Linked DNA regions of Gossypium hirsutum: region 2 is linked to region 1. Evidence: chromatin contacts called from public Hi-C data. All regions are on one chromosome and are shown on one strand. The core of a region is the stretch at or near the end of the contact, and the rest is flanking DNA. Distances in the headings are between cores, read along the strand shown. Region 1 overlaps LOC121206495 (a long non-coding RNA gene). Region 2 holds the start of LOC107888622 (transcription factor PRE5).

What was found. A called contact is a pair of places that touch in the nucleus more often than the background predicts.
Region 2: a contact with region 1 is called in a Hi-C map of leaf, with 4 times the contacts expected there. The contact joins the promoter of LOC107888622 here to the enhancer-like site in region 1. A contact is called at or near these places in 20 of 34 Hi-C or Micro-C datasets (anther, callus, cotyledon and 4 more).

Annotation. Positions count from the first base shown.
Region 1 is chrA09:5,761,205-5,765,396 of Gossypium_hirsutum_v2.1, forward strand. LOC121206495 (a long non-coding RNA gene) reads left to right here. Exons shown (of 2, transcript XR_005901529.1): 2 at 1-33. Among protein-coding and RNA genes, the nearest start is that of LOC121206495, 2.9 kb to the left of the region's middle. Within about 2 kb of position 1,852, at least 3 of the 9 cell types and tissues checked have an H3K27ac peak or open chromatin away from gene starts, as enhancers often do. A contact at or near this core is called in hypocotyl and leaf, where this site is marked.
Region 2 is chrA09:5,899,216-5,903,827 of Gossypium_hirsutum_v2.1, forward strand. LOC107888622 (transcription factor PRE5) reads left to right here and starts at 2,613. Exons shown (of 2, transcript XM_016812792.2): 1 at 2,613-3,173; 2 at 3,698-4,056. The coding sequence starts at 3,048. The coding sequence ends at 3,850.

The sequences.
Region 1 (4,192 bases), core at 602-3,101:
TAAATAAATAAATATTTATTTATTTTTGTTTTATTTAAGCCCGGTCAAATTTGGGCTGCTACAGATATGATAAAGATATCAGATCAGTTCAAAAATTTACATGCATGACAAGTACAATTATATTAATAAATTTAATGATTGGATCATTACAATATTAATCATATAAATAATTACGAAAGTATAAAAAACTAGTTTAATTTTTAAAGAAACCTCAACAGGGTGAAAACCCAAGCTAATAAAATAAGATTGCATTAGAAACTAAATAAGTTGGTGTCTTATTTTCTTAAACATCATCCATAGAAAATATGTAAGCTACTTTAAACTTTGCTTTATTACTAATAAATCAAGCATGCATGCGAAATTAAAGACATAATCTGTCGGAGACAACCTCATAATCCCCTTATTTTTCACTAATATTTTCTCATTATCTTATAAAAATATATAAAGTTATATGATTACTATTCGTGGAGTATATATATATATTTAAAATGTACAATCGAATTCTATTCTCATGCATTATTAAAGAACCCGACATTATCTAGAATATATGGGCCACTTCAGTTTGCAGAATTTTTTCGGCTGATTAATTTTGTGATATATATATATTATATTTATTAAGGATCGTATTCATCAAGTTTATGGCTTGTATTGAATTGTCTTTATTATGAGAGGGCAGTTTGCCCTAGCTAGATATAATTAATCCTTTTAATTTTCAGTCTCATATTTTTAAAATTCCTTCTATTATACGATCCATCAATACGACCTAGGGGATAAGAGCGAAGTCAAAATTTTTTTTGGAGGGGTCCAAATTAAATTATATATATATTTATAATAGTAAAAATGTAATTTTGCTATTTTAATAGCATATATCTTTATAATTTTTAGAGGATTAAATCAAAATTTTATCATTTTTGGGGGGTCAAAGTAAAATTTTACCATTGCTAATCTAAAATTATAAATTATAAAGGACCTAAATGAAAAAAATTTATTTTAGGGAGGCCGAGACCCCTACCAGCCCTCTAGGTCTATTCCTGATTATAGGGATTGGATCAAACTAGTCCCTTTACTATTAAACAAATCAATCTAATCCTTCTACTATATAAAAAAAAGTCAAATAAGGGTAAATTGGAACAGAGTCAACATTTAGGCTTTACTTAATAGAGTGAAAATAAAACTAGAAAGATGAAAAACATAAATTTTTTTTCCATCCAATCGAGCATAACCTTATTGCTTGAAAAATGACATAAAAATATTATTTTTTATTTATAGTTTGACTCCAAACAAAATATTTCATAGTAGAATAATAAAAAAGCTTTCAAAATATAATTATGTTGAACAACAAATGTTATTTTTTAAACAATAAATGTTAATCTTTTGAATTTTGAACTTATTTGATTCTTTTTAATAATATATAAATTAAATTTACCCTTTTAATAATAAAATGATTAATTTGATCTGACCCCTATAATAGAGGGTTTAGCTAGATACATTCACCTATATTTCTCCTTTAAAAATTTCCCTTTTCACCATTTTAAAAAGAAATTATGGCAAGATTTTTCAAAGTTAATATGGTTTTGTGGCAAAAAGACCTTCATTTTGTTGTTCAAAATATATTAATAATATTTTATTTTAATTTTTTCATAATTAATTTTGAGAGACTTAAGTCTCGGGCAAAAGACAATAAGCTTCAAATCTAAAGAAATTATCAAGTCCAAGAGAATAAGTCTTAAGCCGAAGAGAAAAAACTAGAAATCCAAAGAAATTAGCAAGCCCAAGAAGGCAAAGCCTCACAAATATCCAATTGGGGCATGATTATAGGCAATAAGTAATCATCAACCCTAGTCTCTGTCATGGGTCAAGAAATAGGACCAACAAATGGGTTGGAGGAGTAGTTTTGTTTGAAAGACAGCAACATCCTCAGGCAAGCACATGGAAGAAATGACTTGGCTTTCCAGCACTCTCATGCAATCAACAACTTAAGAGTACCAAGGAATCTCGATATAAATACCCAAATATGCACACCTTATAGTGTGTCCTTTCAAAAACCCTATTGTTACTGTACCTAACCCCCTTTTTATTTTTAATAATCATCGTTGTTAGAAAATTGCTTAGAAAATATACTAAAGTTGGTAGATCGAAAATTTAAAATTGGTCTAAAACGAGTTTTTGTTGTGATATTAAAGTAATCAACCAGATCAAATTTGTATCGTAAAAGACTTTTAGGAATGTGCATGAACATGTTGATTAAACTGAATTGAAGTCTAAATGTTTTAAGCTTCCAACTAATTGATCTTTTCTGCTATTCTTGAACTCACAATTACTTAAATAATGACCCTTATTCAAAGAGCCGAACATAGGACAAAAACCAAGACTTTCTTAGAAAGTTCCTTGCATAAACTTTTATGTAATCTAAAACTGAATTTTTAACTTCTAGTTTCTAATTATAACCGTTGGATGACTGCAATTATAATTGCTCCCAATCTAAAAGTCCAACTCAAGAAAAATAAAATTTATTTGAATAAAAGATAAATTACTCAAATAAAATATCACTAAATATGCACAAAGTTTCCCTTAGTATTTTCTACTATATAATTTTCGATTAGCTTTGGGTATTTATAGAGAAAACTATACAAGAGTTTAATTTTCATTCAAAGTTTTTAATTAATTAAAATGGGGTAATTTGAGTCCAATTAGGACACCCAAGGAAAACCAATGGTGGCACACTAAGAGAGAGCACTCCCTATACTTTGGACACCCATGACCATTTGGGCTAAATTGGGTTGGTCCAAAATCGGTTCAAGTTTCCGAGGTCATCTCTCTTGATTTAAATAAAAAAATCATTACTAAATACTTAATTAAAAAATAATTAAATATTCCTTCAAATTAATTAATGAGAATTAATTAATTAATTTACACAATTCAATTTCAGTTCTGTTAAGATCATGACGACTTTATTGTATTATAACTTATGGGCAAACCTATTTAATTATCCAAATGAAATAAAATTACGATGGCTACATAATTTAATTTTCACTTTGGGCTCAATTATTTAATTTATTCATCTAGTTAAATAATAATCCAAAAAAATTAAATTAATTTTAAGTTATCTCTCGCCTTCTTGAGAAAATATATTTACTATAAATAATAATACATGCAATCTATTTCTCATTGGTTTTATACATTCATTCACACCTCTTATCATGCAATCTGTAATTAAGCCATAACTATATATATAATTAGCTATATAAAATTAGGGCTAAAATAATTTGTTATTAAGTTCTAACTCTTCGTTTACTAATTACAAAGTTATTTAGTCATGAAGTCAATCCATTAAAAGTACCATGATTGAACTCCCCATTATATACCATTATGAAAGCTACATAAATCAAGCTTTTGTCCAATGACCTTGTCCCTCGTGAGTTACCCTTTTAGGTTAAATCTATTCACTTGATCAAGCCATTTTTATCTTATGATTACCATTGTATCTTTTGCAATGAAAATGATCATTACTTAAACCAATAATGATAAAATTGTTTGTCCTAGAAAAATGACCCATGGCCATTTCCATTTTCATATTCCATACAATGCCAATGATAGGATACCATCTACTCTTTTTATTAGCTATGATTTGACTATTATTCGATTGTCATTTGAATTGAGTCTAGGGTGTTACAAACCTTATGTTTAATGTTAAAGAGAAGAAAAAAGGAATAAAATGGTGAAAACATGTGTTTAAAGAATTGAAATGAAGAAATGAATTGAAGATGAACTTACCATATTAGATTAGTAGTATTGAATAAAAAAATTAAGGAGAAAAGTAAGAAGAATTCGAGAGAAAATTTATTGATAAATCTCTAGTTCTTACGTGAAAATGAGAAAGAAAATGTTTCCCACTTCTAACAATAAATTGAAAACCATTTTGCTATCAACTTCCACCATAACTTTGTGAAATTCCTTGTCCCATGCAAGCTTTAGAACCTCATAAACATTCCATAGTTCAGCTTTAAGTATAATGCTTATCCCATTACTATGCCTAAAGCCTGCAATCCAACACCCTGTACCATATCACAACAGCCCTTGTAGTAGCTTTATTAGTAAAAGTCTAAAATGCTCTATCAGAATTTAGTTTAATTTATCTTTCTAAGGTATTTTTCCATCCAATCTTTCTTTCAATTTTGGTGTTCCCTTTCTT
Region 2 (4,612 bases), core at 1,363-3,862, 140 kb after region 1:
TTTTCGGGGTATTACTGATGTGTGCATAATTTCTCAATTTATTTGTGATATTTTTCTGAATGATGTTATTTATGTTCTTAATTATATTATTTAATACTTATATTTATTTATTATTTATTTTGGAAATAATTTGAGAAAAATGACCTTAAAGTTTATTTTTGGCAAGTTTTTGCAAATTAAACTTTCAACTTAGCATAGTTTCACTATTTTGGTCCTAACTTGAGCTACAAAACTCCTCTTTGGACGCATAATATGCAGATTCAAAGGTAATTGAAAGATTTAACCGAAGTTATTTCACAACCCAATCCCAAAAGGCATAAAAAATGCGTCCAAAAATAGCCCTGAGTTTGATGTGAAAATTGACAAAAGTCCTGAAAATTCTACTTTATTTAATCAATGGCACTTTTGTATTTTCTCCATTAAATTATTTTTTCCCTATAAATAGACATTATTAGGTTAAAATGTGGACTTAACTTAGACATAACCGCTCTTAGTTTTATTTTGTTTGTGCTTTCTTTATTTTATGGGTTCTTATACCCTCTTTTCTAGTCAAAGGTTAATCGAAGTTTGATTCAATAATACGTGACTTAATTTATGCTTTAATTCTTCTTTGTTCTTTAGTATTCATGCATCTTCTATTTGAATTACAATTATCCTGGTTTGTCAAATTTATGGTCAGTATTTGATAGCTTAGAATGATTGTCTTGACAATTAGAATCATTAAATTCGTAATTGTTTAATTCATTCTAATACTAGTGACAAACTGCATAAATTATTTATGTCGTAGTTTATGAGTATGTGGTGTGGATTGAGGTGAGTTTGTTAGTTAAATCTTAGGCATTGTTATGAGATTATTTATCGGTTAGGGAAGTAATTTCAAATGAGCTGCCTTATGGTTACCAAATAGGTAAGAAGAGATTGGTTGTCCATTGTCAAGTTAGCAACTAGAACTAGTTTATTAAAGGCAATGAAGATATTCTTGCATCGATGATCGAATTCATGAATCAAAAAAAGACTTTACCTTTGGCTAGAGCTTTTTACCATTATTTTCCTAAAAAAAACTTTCAATTATTGTCTTCTCCATTTTAATTTTTAATTCGAATTTAGTTTTTTTATTTTATAAACCCCCTTTTTATTTACTTTTCTTATTTTTACTTAAGAAATAAAATTATCATCGATCTCCATGGACACGATCCTACTTTTTGTTTTATACTAATCTTATTTTTCAAGTTTTATTTTTGTAGGTCTCGACAGCCTATCAGAGAGTTTGGTACAAGTGGTTGGGTTCCTGTTTGGTTTGAAGTGAGCCTAGGATTGGTAAGGTTTTCTAGGTTGACAGGGTTGGATGGATTTGCTAAGTTAGTAGGGTTGGTGGGATTCACTAGATTAGCCAAGTTGAGGAAAGCATCAATCTGAGAGGAAGTCATGGTCTGGTCCGCATTCCCCACACAAATTATCGATACAATTGTACAACAAAGAAGGAGATAATGAGGAGAGGGTGGGGGTGACATGGATACCAGTTCACCTAGGTAGGCGAAGAGCCAAAAAAGGAGAGAAGTAGAAGAGGAATAAGGAGGTTGCGAAGGCAAAGGAGACTAATTCCAAAGGGTAAGTACTTAGGGTTGCAAAGATGGTTAAAGGATCCCTTCCTCATCGTTCTTTTAGGTATTTATAGGGGAAGGTCATGTGCCTGGTCTCATGCCTGATGGTGCCAACTCATTGATAATATGGGTGGTGGCCCACACATGTGGTCAGCTAGGTGGCAAGTTGATTGTCCTCAAGTGTCGTACTACTCTGACATTCCTTTGGCTGAGGTAGTACGAGACTATTACACCTCAATGGTCCATGATGGTCTCCTATTGGTGGTAAGTGTGTTTTCGCTAAAAGTCAATGGCTGGTCACTTAGTAACCAGTCAACTAATTAAAGACAAGTAATTGCTCGAGTGATCTTCAAATGAGGAACTAATTGGGAGATGCAAGAGAAAGAGAGTTATCCATGGGCATTTTTCAGGAAGCTTCTCGTGGTGCCACGTGTCCAAAAGGTATAGGGGTATAACAAACATTTTAATCACAATATGATAGAAAATATCTGTATCTGCAATTTAAATCTATTCATGAAACATAATAGTTATTGAAGAAGTTGAAGGAGGAAAAAGAAGACAACAAAACAAGTTTGGTTTATTTAATTAATTAAATGTGCTAAAGGAAATAGGAAAAAATAGAAAGGAAAGAGTGTGAAAAGGGAGATTTGGGGGTTGTGGAATACTTCAAAAGAAGGATGTAGTTGGAGAAGGTGATGATCACATGGCATTGCGTATTAAGACATGCACATGAAGGCCCACAATGTCAGCTCAAAAACAAACATATTTCTTAAAGCCCACTTGCCATCAATCCCCAAGTTGGGAACATGAACTTTTATTGCCCCTTCTCTTTCTCCCTCACGTTTTCTCTCCATTCCATAATTTTTTAACCACCAATACTACAATCATACAATACAAAGAAATCCATTAAAATAAGACAAATTAGGATACAATACGTAAAATTATAGCATCAAAAATACATCTATACATATAAACAAGAACCCCAAACGATTACTCCTTGAGTTTTTTTTTTTATTCAAAAGACCAAACCCTTTTTAAGTCCAACCATGCTTTCTCCAATGCCCTTGTCTTCTTCACGTCCAACATCACTATCTTTGTTATTGTACTCTCTCTTTTCTCTCTCTTCTCTCACATACACACACTCGCATCCCCCATGGTTGTGGTCCTTCTTACCTCTTTATATCTCTCTTATCACTTTCTCCAATTCTTCATATCTTATATCTAACACTACTCTCTACTCTTTCTTTCTTTCTTCTTCTTCTTCTTCTTCTTCTTCTTCTTCTTGCCTTTTCCAAACCATAACCATTTTTCTACACCATATATATTTATTTTTCCTTCTGCATTTCCATATTTTGGGGGTACTATTTTGGAACTTACTGAATATTTTAAAATAATTCTTGGTTTTTGGTCATTAGGGTGTTATTATTACTTTAAATCCCCCACAAGATGTCTAGCAGAAGGTCGAGACAGTCAGCAGCAGGTGTTTCGAGGATTTCAGATGATCAAATCATTGAACTTGTCTCAAAGTTACGACAGCTTCTGCCTGAGATTCGGGATAGGCGATCTGATAAGGTAAACATTTCATGGAATTCATGTTTCTTCTTTTAATTCATCTTTATTTTTACAAGAGAGTTGAGTTATTATTTTATAATTTTATACATTTTCAATGAATTAGATGATTTATTTTTATATGGAAAACTATAACGTACCTATATATTTAATTTTCCCTGGTTGCATGTGGCACATGGGAATAGTATATTTCAGTTAAAAAAAAAGTAATAGTCCTCGAAAATACAGTTTGAAAACTTGACCCCGGACATCAAGGAAACATATTTTCTTGGGTTTCAGCTCCTCATTGACTTAAAACAGTGCATGCTTTGACCCCGGATATCATGTATATCATAAAATAGCGATCACAACATCACATTACGAAGCACATAATAGTCTATTTTGTCGACCAAGGGTCGGACTTTACGATTTATTTATTTTTCGATTATGATGTTATATGGAAATAATAATAATAATGTGGAAAGCAGAAATGTCAGAAAAGAAAGTGACTTAATGTTGGGGCATTGTAAATCCCCCTGCTGGTGCAGGTATCAGCATCCAAGGTCTTACAAGAGACTTGCAATTACATTAGAAGCTTGCATAGGGAGGTGGACGACCTAAGTGAACGGCTCTCACAGTTGTTGGCCACCATTGATGCTGATAGTGCCGAGGCTGCTATTATTAGGAGTTTAATTATGTAATAATATTTATTATAAACCAATGTTTTTTATTATTACTAGGTTTATATATATATATGATATTATATATTTGTATTTATATATAGTTTAAGATGCTTCCTCCATGTGGAAGGGTTTGCAATCTAATTACCTAATTTGTATAATAAAAGGACTTTACACTAGCAAAGCCTTTAATTTTAATGGCAATATACTATTACTTTTTCTTGGCATAGGACAAGCTCGATTAACTTCTCTTTTTATGCTTATGTAATCTTTTTTTTTTCTTTTGAGCAATTGAGGTATTTAAAATTCTAAGAAATACTAATTCACATGAAATGAATGTGATTTGAAATTAAAAAAGAATATGTTATTGTGTCGATTCTAAAGGTTTATGTCGGTAAGTTGGGATCAATTGTGTTATAATTTGCAATAAGGAAGCTCCAAAATCATCATTAGTGAGTGATTTGATGGAAGACTTAATTAAGTTTTTCTTTTTTTCTATATATGGCCTACCTATTACTAAGATTTTTATTTTTTATTTCGTATAAAGAAAATTATAGTTTCGGATAAAGAAGTTATATGAATATAATTGTATAAAACGATTAAATTTTAAATATGACAATCAAATTTTACGATATCATTGTTGTACACTCTTGAATCACAAGTGTCACAGGCAATATTGAATTGTAAATGAGACCCCTCTCACAATAACCCCATCCAAAGTTTAGTCACTGGGAACATGGGGTACTATAGTTTTCAGAAACCTGTTCATCTTTTGGTAAACAA